3 separate regions of the Mus musculus genome follow, and all the other regions are linked to region 3. The links are chromatin contacts, called in public ChIA-PET and HiChIP or PLAC-seq maps. All regions are on one chromosome and are shown on one strand. Each heading gives the region's core, a stretch centred on a gene start, on an enhancer-like site or on the middle of the called end of the contact. The rest is flanking DNA. Distances are from core to core; before and after follow the strand shown. Region 1 overlaps Relch (RAB11 binding and LisH domain, coiled-coil and HEAT repeat containing). Region 2 overlaps Relch (RAB11 binding and LisH domain, coiled-coil and HEAT repeat containing). Region 3 holds the start of Zcchc2 (zinc finger, CCHC domain containing 2).

Region 1 (4,210 bases), core at 618-3,117, 280 kb after region 3:
GTCTTTCTGTAAGATAAAACACAGTAGACAGGGATACTTTATTCCTGCCACCAGGTGGCAGCAGTTATGTTTAAGTTTTGCCTCGAAAACTTAGAATGCAAATTCAAAGAAGGTATTTTATTTATTACTCTGCTACTAAGACAGGGAAAGACACATTTTTTAAAGAAGAAAATGAGATATGCACTTTCCTGTATATTATCACCAAATTGTCCTTAGAAAACATTGAAATTGAATAGTATTTTCACAGTGAACTAATTCCCTCATCCCTACTTGTTTAGTGAGCGTGCTGGCTGCCAATGTCACCTAACTTTGGCTGTATCCTGAGGATGCATCTCTCCACTTTGCTCTTGGGTAGAGTCTTTGAGAATGAGAGACACATAGTATAAATTTCAGGGTATATTAGGCTGCGAGGTCATTACTTTAGAGTACTTTCTATTTTAACTTCTCAGCTTTATGTCTCAGGACTCATTTGTTTATGACTTTTATATAAATGAATCATTAGAAGACGTTCTAAAAAAAGCAGCTGTAAAAATTAGATAAATACTTAGGAAGCACAACTCTGTTTTACAAAATAAAAGCAAAATAACCTTTGTTATTAAGGTAAAGATTGCAAGAGAAAAACATCCCAGCACATTATTTTATCTTCTGGTTCTTCTCTCTCTACTGCCAGGCTGCTTTCTTCAGGCTACCCTTGCAGCTTTCCTTAGTGCTCCAACATTTCACTTCTTGAGGTAGACAACACACTTAAGTTCCTGTGTGCAGGGTGCTGTCCAATGGCAAGTCTACACTATCTGTTACGGACTGCATGAATGCTCCCGGAAGGACTTGTTCCAGAAGTTCTGCCCCATCCACTCTGCAGAGTTTTCACCTAGTGGATGTTGAAAGAACAGATCTGATTCCCTCAGAAACTGGTGTGATCCTGAGGAACCTACATAGTGTCATGTCACTCAAGTATGTTTGTGATGGGCAATAAAGTTTCAGAACTACTATAGCCAGTGAACTTGCTCCTGCTCTTCCTCAGGGACTCTGACAACAAAATGGCTTCTGTTCTCAATAATCTTGAGAAGATCAGGAAAGGTAAAGATGCTGAATTTTGTGAGATTCTGACAAAGAGCCAAATTTTGTTATAAGAACAATGCAGGTCTTCTCCTACAATTGGAAATATGAGCTTTTTTTTTTAGCTTCTGTTTTAGGGCATACATTTTCTATGTATGACTAGCAATCAAATCACCATTTAGATCAGTGGTTGTCAACCTGTGGGTTGTGACCCCTTTGTGGTCAACCTACCCTTTTACAAGGATCTTATATGTCAGATATTTACAATATAACTTATTTTAACAGTAGCAAATTTAAAGTTATGAAGTAGCACCGAAAATTGTTTCATGTTCAGGTATTACCACAACACGAGGAACTGTATTAAAGGGTCACTCACATGCAGCATTAGGAAGGTTGAGAACCACTGCTTTAGAAAAAAATAAATTTCTATTTTTTTTCTTATCTGTTGATTGTGGCCTAAACACTGTACTCCTCTCACAGCAACTAGTTTAAGGATAAATCAGTTTATCAAATATTCATGTATTATTTTTATAAAGACTAATTGTAATGAAGCCATGGTTATAGCATGTTCATCTATGTGGGAAAAATGGAAATTCCTAAGAGAAATCAAGCATGAAAAAGAAAAGCAAAAAGATAATATAAATTAGATACCCTCAGGTAACTAAAGTGTACAAACTCGACAGGGGTCACTGGAATAAGAATGAAAATACTGCAGAGATTCCCTGTTTATTCAATACACTGAATAATGGTTCCTTTATTCACCTGTACATAATTCAGAGTTCAAAGCCTTTTATAATGAAAGTGAAACTGGATCTCACCACCAAGAAGTTGCTTGAAACCAACTTTCAGAGGTTATAACCTATTTGTGTGTGTGTGTTGAGTAAAAGAAGGATGGATAGATAAATGGCTAAGTTCATGAAAAGTGATTAGAATAGGAATGTTTAAATTATAGTGACATTTCCAGAGGAGTTGCTGGGTTATTATATGAACGTCTGTAAACTTATACTGAGTGAAACAGTAAATGTGCCACTTGGCTATCAAGATTATCAAGCGGCTGATAAAACAAACTCATGCCATTTAGAAAGGCTCTCATGCCTTTCAAGATATTTTACATAATCATATTAAGAGGAGCTCTACATTTACACTCTGTCCACCACTATAAATTATGAACTACTATTGAAGAGTTCATACAAATTGTTAGAAACAGACGTCTGAGCAAATAACTCTTCAGTCCTTCAAGAGGCAACACAGTGGTTTACTGATATTTTATCATTCACAACATATGCTCAGTTTTCAGTAGTATTAAATCTATTGCAGCGTCTTACTAAAATTTGAAAAACTTGCATATTTTACTCTTTCTGCTATTTTGTTATTCTAAACTTTTCTTTCTAAGACTTGATTTCTTTGGGTTCCTTTCTGGTTTATGGATTCGAAGACCCAGAAGTAAACCTATACACCTATGGACACTTGAACTCTGACACCTGATTTTTTGCCAAAACCATACAGTGGAAAAAACCCTGCATATTTAATAAATGGTGCTGGTCTAACTGGCAGTCTGTATGTAGGAGAATGAAAATAGATCCTTATTTATCACCTTACACAAAGCTCAAGTCCAACTGCATCAAGGCACTTAACATAAAACCAGATACACTGAATCTAAAAGAAGAGAAAGTGGGAAAGAGGTTCGAACTCATTGGCACAGGGGTTAATTTCCTGAACAGAACTCCAATAGCTCTCGCCCTAAGATCAACAATGATAAATGGGACCTCATGAAACTGAAAAACTTCTGTAAGGCAAAAGATACTGTCAATAGGAATAATTGGCAACCCACAGATTGGGAAAAAAAAAAAAAAACTTTACTAACCTTACATCTGATAGAGGACTAATATCCAATATATATATAAAAACTCAAGAAGGTAAACTCCAAAAAACCAAAAAACTCAATCAAAAAAAATGAGATATAGAACTAAACAGAGAATTCACAACAGAGGAATCTCAAATGGCTGAAAGGCACCTAAAGGCACGTTCAAAGTCCTTAGTCATTAAGGAAATGTAAATCAAAACTACCCTGAGATTCCATCTCACACCAAACCTCAGGTGACAGCAGATGCTGGCGAGAATGTGGAGAAAGAGGAACACTCCTCCACTGCTGGTGGGATTGCAAGCTGGTACAACCACTTTGGAAATGAATTTGGCAGTTCCTCATAAAATTAGAAACAGTTCTACCTGAAGACCTAGCTATACCACTCTTGGGAAAATACCCAAAAGATTCATCACCATAACCACAAGGACATGTGCTCTACCATGTTCATAGCAGTCTTATTTATAATAGCCAGAAGCTGGAAACAACACAGATGTCCTTCAACCATAGAATGGATACAGAAAATGTGGTTCATTTATATAATGGAATATTATTCAGCTATTAAAAATGAGGACATCATGATTTTTGCAGGCAAATGGATGTTACTAGAAAATATCACCCTGATAACTCAGACCTAAAAGAACATGCATGGTATATACTTACTAATAAGTAGATATTAGCCAAAAAGTACAGAATATCTAGGATGTAATCTACAGAACATAAGAAGTACAACAAGCAGAAATGCCCAAGTGAGGAGGTTTCAACCCCACTTAGAAGGGGAAAGAAATAATAGTGGGAGGAGGAAGGAGGGAGGGACACGAGAGGGAGAGGGGAAAGGGGAGGGGAAAGGGAAGGGAAAGGGAAAGGGGGAACCGGATTAGATATGGGGGTGAAGGGGACAAGAGAGAAGTCCATAGGGCCAAGAGAATAAATGGAAATAAGCAGCCTTGGGAAGTGGGAGGTGGGGTGACCCTCTAGAGAATACCAGAGACCCAGAAGGTGAGACACTCTCAGGACTTAGCCATAATGCCCAACACTGGGGAAAGGGAACTCAAAAGAGTTCACCTCTAGTAGATAGACAGGGCCTCAAGTAGAGGACAGGGTTACTAACCCACAGTCAAAATCCCTGATCCAGAATTATTCTTGTCTAAAAGAGCTTCAGGGACAAAACTGGAGAAGAGACTAAAGAAAGGGGGTCCAAAGACTGGCCCAACTTGTGATCCATCTCATGGGGTGGGGTGGGGGGGCAGCACCAAGGCCTGATACTACTATTCTATGATGTGTTTAAAGACT
Region 2 (4,118 bases), core at 1,375-3,874, 310 kb after region 3:
CTCGGAGGGCCTGAATGGTCTCCTTGGCTTTCCGTAGTTCAAACTCCAGGACTGGACAGGGATTTGGATTAAACACACACAGGCATCCAACCAAGAAAAGGGAAACAAAAATAAAAAAAATAAAAAGCAAAGATGGGTATGAAAAAAACACAATTTGTATTGAAAACAGGAAGCATGCAACCTTTATGAAACTTGTGAACGCATGCAGCAGAGTTGATTTGCAAGCAAACTGGTGATCGTTTTCCATAGTTTTAGCAGAATTAGGGGTATATGTTCTAGCTGTCTGACAAGGAATACAGCTATTAAAATACAATACTTTTATTTAAGTAATTAAAAATGTAATAATCTAGGTACTTCTATTTTAGCCAATCTGGGTAAGAAAATGTAATGAAATATTTTTGGTTAACATAATTTTGGAGGAAGGGAGGTAAAGATTATATGAAAATTGACTAACTAGCCTTAAATAAAGGGATTTAAGTTACTTTGAAATGTACTGTTTAGAATGTTGTAACTGTAGAAACATTATTGGCTAGACTGCTTGCTAAGTTGAGGGTTACATTTAAATGTGAAACAAATGTTGTATGCCTATACATTTTCCTCCAAGGAAGCATGTTTTCTAAAAACAAGCAGATAGGTTAAAGACACACATAAAAAGGCCTCAATGTTTTACTTTAGTATTAACACCAAAAAATAGAAATGACTTATTCCTAATGCAAATATTACACACATACATACCAACCACCTCTAAAATAGCTGTGCGAAGTAAAATTAGGTAGAATTTAAAAGGTTCCAATAGGTCTTCAAATAAATTATTTTCTTTTAGGAGAGATTAATAAACTTTAAAGATTTCTCTGACTATCATATAGATAACATGAATGCTGGGAAAATTTCTTATTGAGCTTTGTGAATTATTTATCAGGAACAAGATTAAACTGTATGTATCTTAACTATGAAGTTTTCTTAAAATTTATAGGTATTGTACAGGAGTTACTTCTGCCAATTAGAACTCTGGGGAAATTAATTGATCTTTGTCACAAAGAGTTAGTACAGACTTGCATAAAAACTAAGGAGTTTAATTTTCATCTTAAGAAATGCAACTTTGCCCTGACTGACTGGTGGAAAAAAGATGAGATGGATCAGATATAAGAAAGCTTTAAGAATATATGGAAAAATTAGGATTCACTCAGTTTGCATGTGTTCAATAAAAACTTAGGATGTAGTTGAGTCACAGCTATGACGGCCATTTATTTTGATGCACAGAGTTTAGCTGCAGCAGCAATGAAAGCACAGCTAGGATGGCACTGAGTCACTGCGTGCCGTTGGTAGTCAGCAAAGCTGATCTGCAAACAATTCTGTGCAGCAAAGCTAAGACATTTCCCCTGAACTGCAATTCCTTGAAACACTTTAAGAGTTTTTGTTAAAGTCAGATTATTTACATAACTGAATACATTTATGTAGAGATTTGTTCATTTTTTAAAAAAATGGAAAATTCTATGAAATTTTGGAAGAAAAAGCACCTAACTAGACTATGCATAAGGTAAAAGTATAGATATTATGCTCTCAATATCGCTTAAAATTATCCAAAATATACTACAGAACAATTGCAGATCAGAAATGCCCTACACCAGAATGACAGAAAAAAAAAGGGGGGTGGGGAGAAGGGAGCGAAGGGAGGAAACTGGTTAAAACACAAAGTGGGAAATGCTCAAATTAAACTGGTGACCAGGAACAAAACAAAGAGTGAATAGGCACAGAAAGCCAGAAAACCCATGTCAGACGGCAAGAATTTATAATTTTACAAACATCTACATACATATTGCCAAATGTCATTAGAAGATACCAATGCTTTGAAAAGACAGACTTCCAAAATGAATTCACTCTGCTGCATGTTTCTTAGTATACAACACAGGTTCTAAATGACAGAGTTTTATGCTTGAAGCTATAGTACATCTCTATAAAAGGTAGAATATAACCAAGCAAATACAGATTTGGGAGAATTAATATATTTTTCTTAAAAGTATAAACTTTGATTTTCTGGCAATTTTACACATGTATACTTTGTATTTTCTTTCTCCCTCCCACTGTCAAAAAAGATTCTTAATGCCACACAATATCAATACATACATGAATTTGTCTCCTAAAACACTGGATTGAAGTGCAAACTGAGTACCCTGTAAGGAGATAAACTTTGTGGAACAAGTTCTACGCAATTCTTAAAATCACCATTCTTTCTAAAAGTATATGAAGGTGTGTATGTGTGCTTATGTGTATAAAATGCTGTAGGAGCTAACAACCAATCTACTCATTCTACTTGACCAACACAAACTAAGGTGATGTAATAACTACAAACATGCATGTGTATTAACAGCATGCATTACAGTTTTACTGTTTACAATTTTAACATTAAAGTCAGTATAAGCAATGTTAAATTACACTAGGTCCCAACCCTGTACAACTATTTTACAATGCTTGTTTTCAACTTGATTCAGGCTGATATGAGACCCTTCCTCCAAGCCTTTCAGGGAAGAAAGAAACCCTTGCCCTCATTGTTCTTTCTGTTCAGGTTCCTCTATCACTTATCTTGAAGTTGGTTTCTCTCATCATCACCTTTGGGCCTTTTCTCATGATACCTAACCCATGACATGCATGCCTGTGGCTTTGATGATCACAATCTTAAAACCCTTTCACCAGATACATTCTTATTTCCTAGACATGTCCATTTGAATGTTTCCTAAGTTTTGAATTTGTTCCCACTGAATTGCATCATTTCCTTTTTACACCTGGTCTTCCTTAGTAGTCTCTGCCCACTTAAACTTTAAAGTACATCCATCCACTGAACTGGTTTGGAAAGCCAACTAAGGGAAACTTGGAGATTACTTATCACATATATGTTGTCTTTATCCTACCACTAATTAATGTCCATATCATACTGAATCTAATCCTTTAGTAACTAGCAATTCATTTCAACTATCTCTGTAACTGCTCAAATGTCAAACTTTTGTGATGTTATATATTAATAATCACTATTTAATACTATGCTATTAACTCCAATTAATAATAATATACTAATATTAAGATGCTCAAGTATCAAAGACAAATATTCTGCAGAAAACCTCATCTTTCTAAACTTTCCTACCCACGAGTCCCACCACTACCCTTTTGTTTGTGGAACTAACACTATCATGAGATACATTTTTGGAATCTGAAATCTACAAAAATTTAATCAACATTACTTTTATTTTTAACTTACATATACACCCATTACAATATTTTTTTCCTATTTCTAATACTACCTTAATTTCGTGGTAACAAATTACAGGTAAATCAATTTCATTAATGTTATATCTAACCTTGTTGGAATACCAATCCAACTTTAAATAATATCTAAATATAAGATTCATCTACCAAGTTCAATATAAGAAATAAAATCAAAGGTTCTGCTAATAGAAAAGAATATACATACACACTTTTTGTTTGTTTATTTGTTTAAACTAGGGAGATACACAAAATAAGAGAAATTGGGTTCTCAGAAAAAAATTCCTGGCCAGGAATGGTGACATCTGCTTTTAATCTCAGCATTTGGAAGGCAGAGGCTGGTGGATCTCTATGAGTTTGAGGCCAGCCTGGTCTACATAGTGAGTTCTAGGACAGCCAATGGTATTCTAATGAGACCCTGTCTCTAAATAAATAAATAAATAAATAAATCTGGCCGTGTGTGTGTGTGTGTGTGTGTGTGTGTATGCTTGCAATTGCAATACTCAGAAAGCTAAGGGAGGAAAATAAAAAAGTTGAGGCCAATCTAATGTCTCAATAAAACAAGCAAAACAGAGAGGATAGATACTAAGGCAATGGGATACAGATATTGCCTTGGCCTTTAACCAAGAAACAAGACCATGGATAATACTAAGCATTTGTTATTCAGGCTATAGGGACGGATGACTTCACAGGCAAGATCTGAGAGTCATTTTAGAAGAGAACAAACATACCACTTGGAAAACAGGATGAGTATTCAATAAATTGGTACTGAATGGACCAACAATGACTCCTTTCTCCAGCATTCAGGAGGATCTTTCCCTGAAAATTAGCAAGCAAGCGGCTTTGTGTCTCTTTGGATTTCA
Region 3 (4,349 bases), core at 1,648-4,147:
GTCTGCTTTACAGTACCACATTCAAAGCAACATTAAGGGAAAGGAGATCCTCACAGTTAAAACTCTGCAATTAGTGCTGTACCTGTGTTAGTATACTATGAATGGAATGATGTAAACTGTTCTGTTGTGGGACACTTTCATCAGACCAAATTCAAGGTTATCTTATATTGTCATAAGAAAACATGTCCCCAACCTGCTCTCTTCTCTAAATTTAACAGCTCTGTGGTGTTGCTTTTCAGGTAGATTTAGTGAGTAGGCTGAAGGGTGAATTAAGCTTTTATTATCATTTACACAAACGTGTGTGCTGGTAGTAGAGACACTAGAAGATGGTATGATTTTACACTCATCAAGAAAACGCAAGGTATTAGTCTTATTACATCTGGATTTTGTTAAGATTTATAAGATAAAACATGAAATTGTGATTTCACAAATGCCTCACGGGGAAAAAAAAAGAAAGAAGTACTCAGCCTACATTATCTCTAAGGCAGGCCCTTTGAGACCTATCCTAAATGCCCAGGGTTCTTTGGTAATGAGTCTATACAATCATTAGTGAAACATAATGCTCAATTTTAGTTCTACCATATTGAATGACTGCTGATACATGTTAACTTTCAAGCGCGGAGGGAGGGAACACCTCCCCCCCTTAAAGTGGAAAAGCATGGCGTCCAAATCAGATCTGATCCACAAAAATAAGGTCTTAATCTACAGTTTTTACTGCAGTTGAAACATATCCCCATTAAATCGCCATTCTTAAGTGGTTTATTGGGCCTAATTAAATTACTTTCAAGACTGTAAAAATTCTTTAAAGTTTTCGATAAGTGGATTCCTATGTACTAAATGTGTTTTAATAACTCTTTCAGACAACGTTAATGCCTAAAGACCTAAGAGATCACCAGACCCCAAATCTGAAGTAGAAATCAAGCCCCTTAGGAAAGCTTGTTTGGTAGTCTGTTAAAGGTTTAGCCAGGCCATCCCAAGTCTTTACCTAGATGACCGATTTTTGTACTTAGGTCAGCCAATTCATAGGTCTCCACAGAATACCCACCGGAACACACACACACACTCCCAGTGAATACAAAGTTCTCCGACTAAAAGCCAAAAGACCTATTCAAAACCTTAATTAGCACACACTAAGTATAAAAAGTTCCTTATGCCACAGTAACCTGGCAGTGCCAAGGGGTAAGGCGGTTTTTAAACAGGCTGAGACTAGGAAACAGCCCACCCAGGGCTAAACGGACGGTGGTTGACAGCCCCAAGCGCTTGGCTTTTCCCCTTGCACCTAGCACCCAAATACTCGAGCCCAAAATGTCCCACGAGCCTCCTAATTCTGAGGTCTAGGGTCAGGGAGCTCCAGTCTTCCGTGATAACTCGTGCACATCAGAAGAGAATTCTAGAGCATTCTGTTATGGCGGGTGGCTCAATGTGCATGTGGGTGACTGGAAATGAGCCACCCAAGAAAATGACGATGACTACCCATGGCTGAGAGCCGCGGAGTGGTTATTCCGAGACACCTGCATGAGGCTGGGGTCAGAGCTGGATTCTGAGGCCCGCCGAGGCGGAGGCCGGAGCTGCGACTGCACTTCTTCGCACCTTACCTGGGCCCTGGAGCCCGCAAAGTTGCTGGGCTCCACCTCCGCGTCCTCCGGCTCCACCCGGAGTGCGCTGCGGAGCCTCTCCAGGTGCTCCCTCAGGGTGACCCGCTGGTGGAAGGAGAAAGCCGGGTGCAGCGAAGCCATGGTGAACAGCAGCAGCAGTTCCTCTTGGGCCCTGAAGCCGAGCCCGCCTCCAGTCCCGAGCTTGGCGCAGCCACTGCCTTCCGGGCCGGGGCCGTCCTTCTCCGCGTCCTGCTCGCCATCGCCACTCGGCTCGTCCTCCACGCTGCCCCGCGAGCCCTCGGCTCGAGTCGCGCGCAGGCTTCTGAGCACCGCGTCCACCTGGGGCAGGAGGCGGTGCAGGCGGCCAGCGGCCTCTCTGTTCTCCGAGCCCAGCAGCGCTAGGTATACGATGAGGCGCGAGCGCACGGCGGGCTCTCGGAAATCGGCCAGCGACCCTGGGTCCGAGAGGCCGTTGGCCTTCGCCTCCGAGTCGCGCAGGTAGTGGTAGTCCTTGCGCGCCAAGTCCTCCAGGCACGAGCCGAGAAAGCGCAGCTCCAGCGGGTTGCACAGGTCCAGCAGCCCGCACATGAACTCAAGGCGCTGCGCCGAGCCCAGCACCAGCCCGAACCACTCATACACCCGCTCCTGTTCGCGCAGCGCCGCCGCGTGCCCGCCGCCGCCCGGCATGCCCGCGCCCGCCGTCGGCCCGCTAGCAACAGGCGGCTCGAGCCCCCGGGGCGGCGACGGCGGCGGCGGGGGTCCCCGCGGCAGGCCCGTGGGCGGCGGCGGCGGGCGGCAGTCGCGGCGGCGGCGCAGCGGAGCCTTTGCGCCCGGCCGCGCGTCCGCCTCGGGCTCCTCCGCGTCGGGCGGCGGCTCGCTGGGGTGCGTCGACTTCGGTGGCAGCTTCATCCTCAGCATCCTCAGCTAAGGCGGTGCGGACATGCGAGCGAGGGAGCGGGGGCGGCGGGAGGAGCCGAGCGCCCGGGCGGCGGCACGGCCGTCAAGAACGTTGCCCCTCCATGCCGCCGGGGCGGGCCGGGGGCGGGTCTCGCCGACCGGGGACGGGGGGCGGTGGCCGGCCGGCAGCTTCGTCCCGGCGGGAGGCGGGGCGTGACCGCGACGGCTCCTCCCCTGGGCTCTGTGCCCGCTGGGGAGTCCGGTGCGGGAGGAGCAAGTCGACGAGCGCGTCCTCCTTCCGCCTTTCCGCGTCCGCACGGGGCTGGCGGTGACGGCCTGAGCCGTTCCCTCTCGAGCCGGCGCTGGCAGAGCGGCTTGGCGAGGAGGAGGAGGAGCAGCGGGGCTGGGCGGAGACGCTGGCGGGCTCCGCGCACCGCACTCCAGCCAATCAACGTTTAGATCTGGCGTGACGCGAGCTTCTCGTTTGCCCCCCCCTCCCCGCCGGGAGCCGCCCTCTCTGAGAAGCCACGCCCACCTCCTGCTATGCTGCAAGGCTCTGGCACATCCCGCGCGGTCCTAATGCTTGATGGGTTCCAGCAGACTGAGGACGTGGGTTTGGGACTTTCGGACCACGGCGAGGTGAGCTTGGCCCGGAGCGGCAGAAGTGGGCGAGGTTCGCGTGGGAGGAGGGACATCGACTTAGTTTTTCTTGAGAGATCTGACCGTGCCGTGGCTGCAGACCATCTTCGCGTCAGCCACCGCCCTGGATCACGCCAAGTGGGTTCCCAGCCCCTGCCGCCTCGTGAACTCCGCCAAAGTCAGCCACGGGAGATTACCATATTCTAAAACTTCACCTGGACCGTTGGTGTGAACGCTGGGACGAAGATCCAGGAGTTAGGTCGGGATGTAGAGTGGTTTTGGGCGGCGAGCGCCCTTGCTCAGGCTGGCTGCAAGGTGCTGCTTTGGGCCGGGTATCCGGCTGAGGGGACCCTGTTGCTGGGGGTGCTTGGCCTAATGGTTGCATCTGGCTTGCAAGGTTAAGTTTAAGGACGCCCTCCTGCCCCAAATCTATGGTTTGCGCAATCACTTATTGCCTACGTTTTAGTTCCTATCCGTGAACATTTGGAATTCTTGAGCTGGTGTGAATTTCCTGTAACTCTTTTAAACAATTTAATAAGTTACTGTCTTGTCAGGGTTTTAAGTTTTTAAGCGATATTACATTTTTAAGTTTTGTAGACACCGCCCTCCCTATGACTCTTTCAGTGATATGTATAGCCCAACCATAAAAATCAATTTAAAAACCAAACCAACCCAAGGGGCCATGATTGCTCTCAGAGCCATCAGGACCATCCTGTCTCATTTGTGCTGGAGCCTGACTGCCGGTCAAGAGTTCTTGGCATGCTGTTTGTCAGTCCATGATTGTAAATAAATATAAATCTTGTGCCCAGGGGCGGGGGAAACAGGATTATTATTATTATTATTATTATTATTATTATTATTATTATTTGAGGGTCCATAATAGTAGTTTCTTTGTGTGTTTGCTTTTTAAAATTTCCGACAGTTTTAAATAAAGAACTTATACCACATAACCAAAGTAGGAGCGTGAGAAAATTAAAAGCCACACTAACCCTCGTTGAGAGTGTTGGGACATCTACAGAGTGTATAGAATCGCCTTTATCTCACAAACTCTGCGGCTTTATCATTTAGGATAAGACTGAATTGAACCCTAAATCAGCTTCCGTGATAAAACCGAGAGATGGAGAATTACTCAGCACATTTTATATTGATAAAAGTAAGTGAAAGCTATTCTGACATGTAGTTTTCTCTTTCGTGTGCTTCTTGGGTATAGCTTAAACG

What was found. ChIA-PET counts read pairs in DNA pulled down with a chosen protein or histone mark. HiChIP or PLAC-seq counts read pairs in DNA pulled down with a chosen protein or histone mark.
Region 1: an RNA polymerase II ChIA-PET map of memory CD8 T cells shows a contact between it and region 3, with 6 read pairs. The contact joins the enhancer-like site here to the promoter of Zcchc2 in region 3. A contact is called at or near these places in 5 of 39 promoter capture datasets (the 3T3-L1 cell line, 3T3-L1-derived adipocytes, the C10 cell line and 2 more), 5 of 115 datasets of contacts at active chromatin or transcription factors (the NIH/3T3 cell line, the SCID.adh cell line, T-cell acute lymphoblastic leukemia and 2 more) and 2 of 9 other capture datasets (adipose tissue and liver).
Region 2: an H3K4me3 HiChIP or PLAC-seq map of the SCID.adh cell line shows a contact between it and region 3, with 11 read pairs. The contact joins the enhancer-like site here to the promoter of Zcchc2 in region 3. A contact is called at or near these places in 3 of 39 promoter capture datasets (the C10 cell line, the HPC-7 cell line and pre-B cells), 4 of 115 datasets of contacts at active chromatin or transcription factors (the NIH/3T3 cell line, the SCID.adh cell line, embryonic stem cells and 1 more) and 2 of 9 other capture datasets (adipose tissue and liver).

Annotation. Positions count from the first base shown.
Region 1 is chr1:105,707,273-105,711,482 of GRCm38.p6, reverse strand. All of the region lies in intron 11 of Relch (RAB11 binding and LisH domain, coiled-coil and HEAT repeat containing), which reads right to left. Among named protein-coding and RNA genes, the nearest start is that of Relch, 46 kb to the right of the region's middle. Within about 2 kb of position 1,867, at least 5 of the 459 cell types and tissues checked have an H3K27ac peak or open chromatin away from gene starts, as enhancers often do. A contact at or near this core is called in memory CD8 T cells, where this site is marked.
Region 2 is chr1:105,682,882-105,686,999 of GRCm38.p6, reverse strand. Relch (RAB11 binding and LisH domain, coiled-coil and HEAT repeat containing) reads right to left here. Exons shown (of 29, transcript NM_173187.4): 3 at 1-51. Among named protein-coding and RNA genes, the nearest start is that of Relch, 21 kb to the right of the region's middle. Within about 2 kb of position 2,624, at least 11 of the 459 cell types and tissues checked have an H3K27ac peak or open chromatin away from gene starts, as enhancers often do. A contact at or near this core is called in the SCID.adh cell line, where this site is marked.
Region 3 is chr1:105,988,954-105,993,302 of GRCm38.p6, reverse strand. It overlaps Zcchc2 (zinc finger, CCHC domain containing 2), which reads right to left and starts at 2,897. Exons shown (of 14, transcript NM_001122676.1): 1 at 1,596-2,897. The coding sequence starts at 2,513. Gm7160 (predicted gene 7160) reads left to right here and starts at 3,021. Exons shown (of 3, transcript NR_151625.1): 1 at 3,021-3,131; 2 at 4,200-4,284.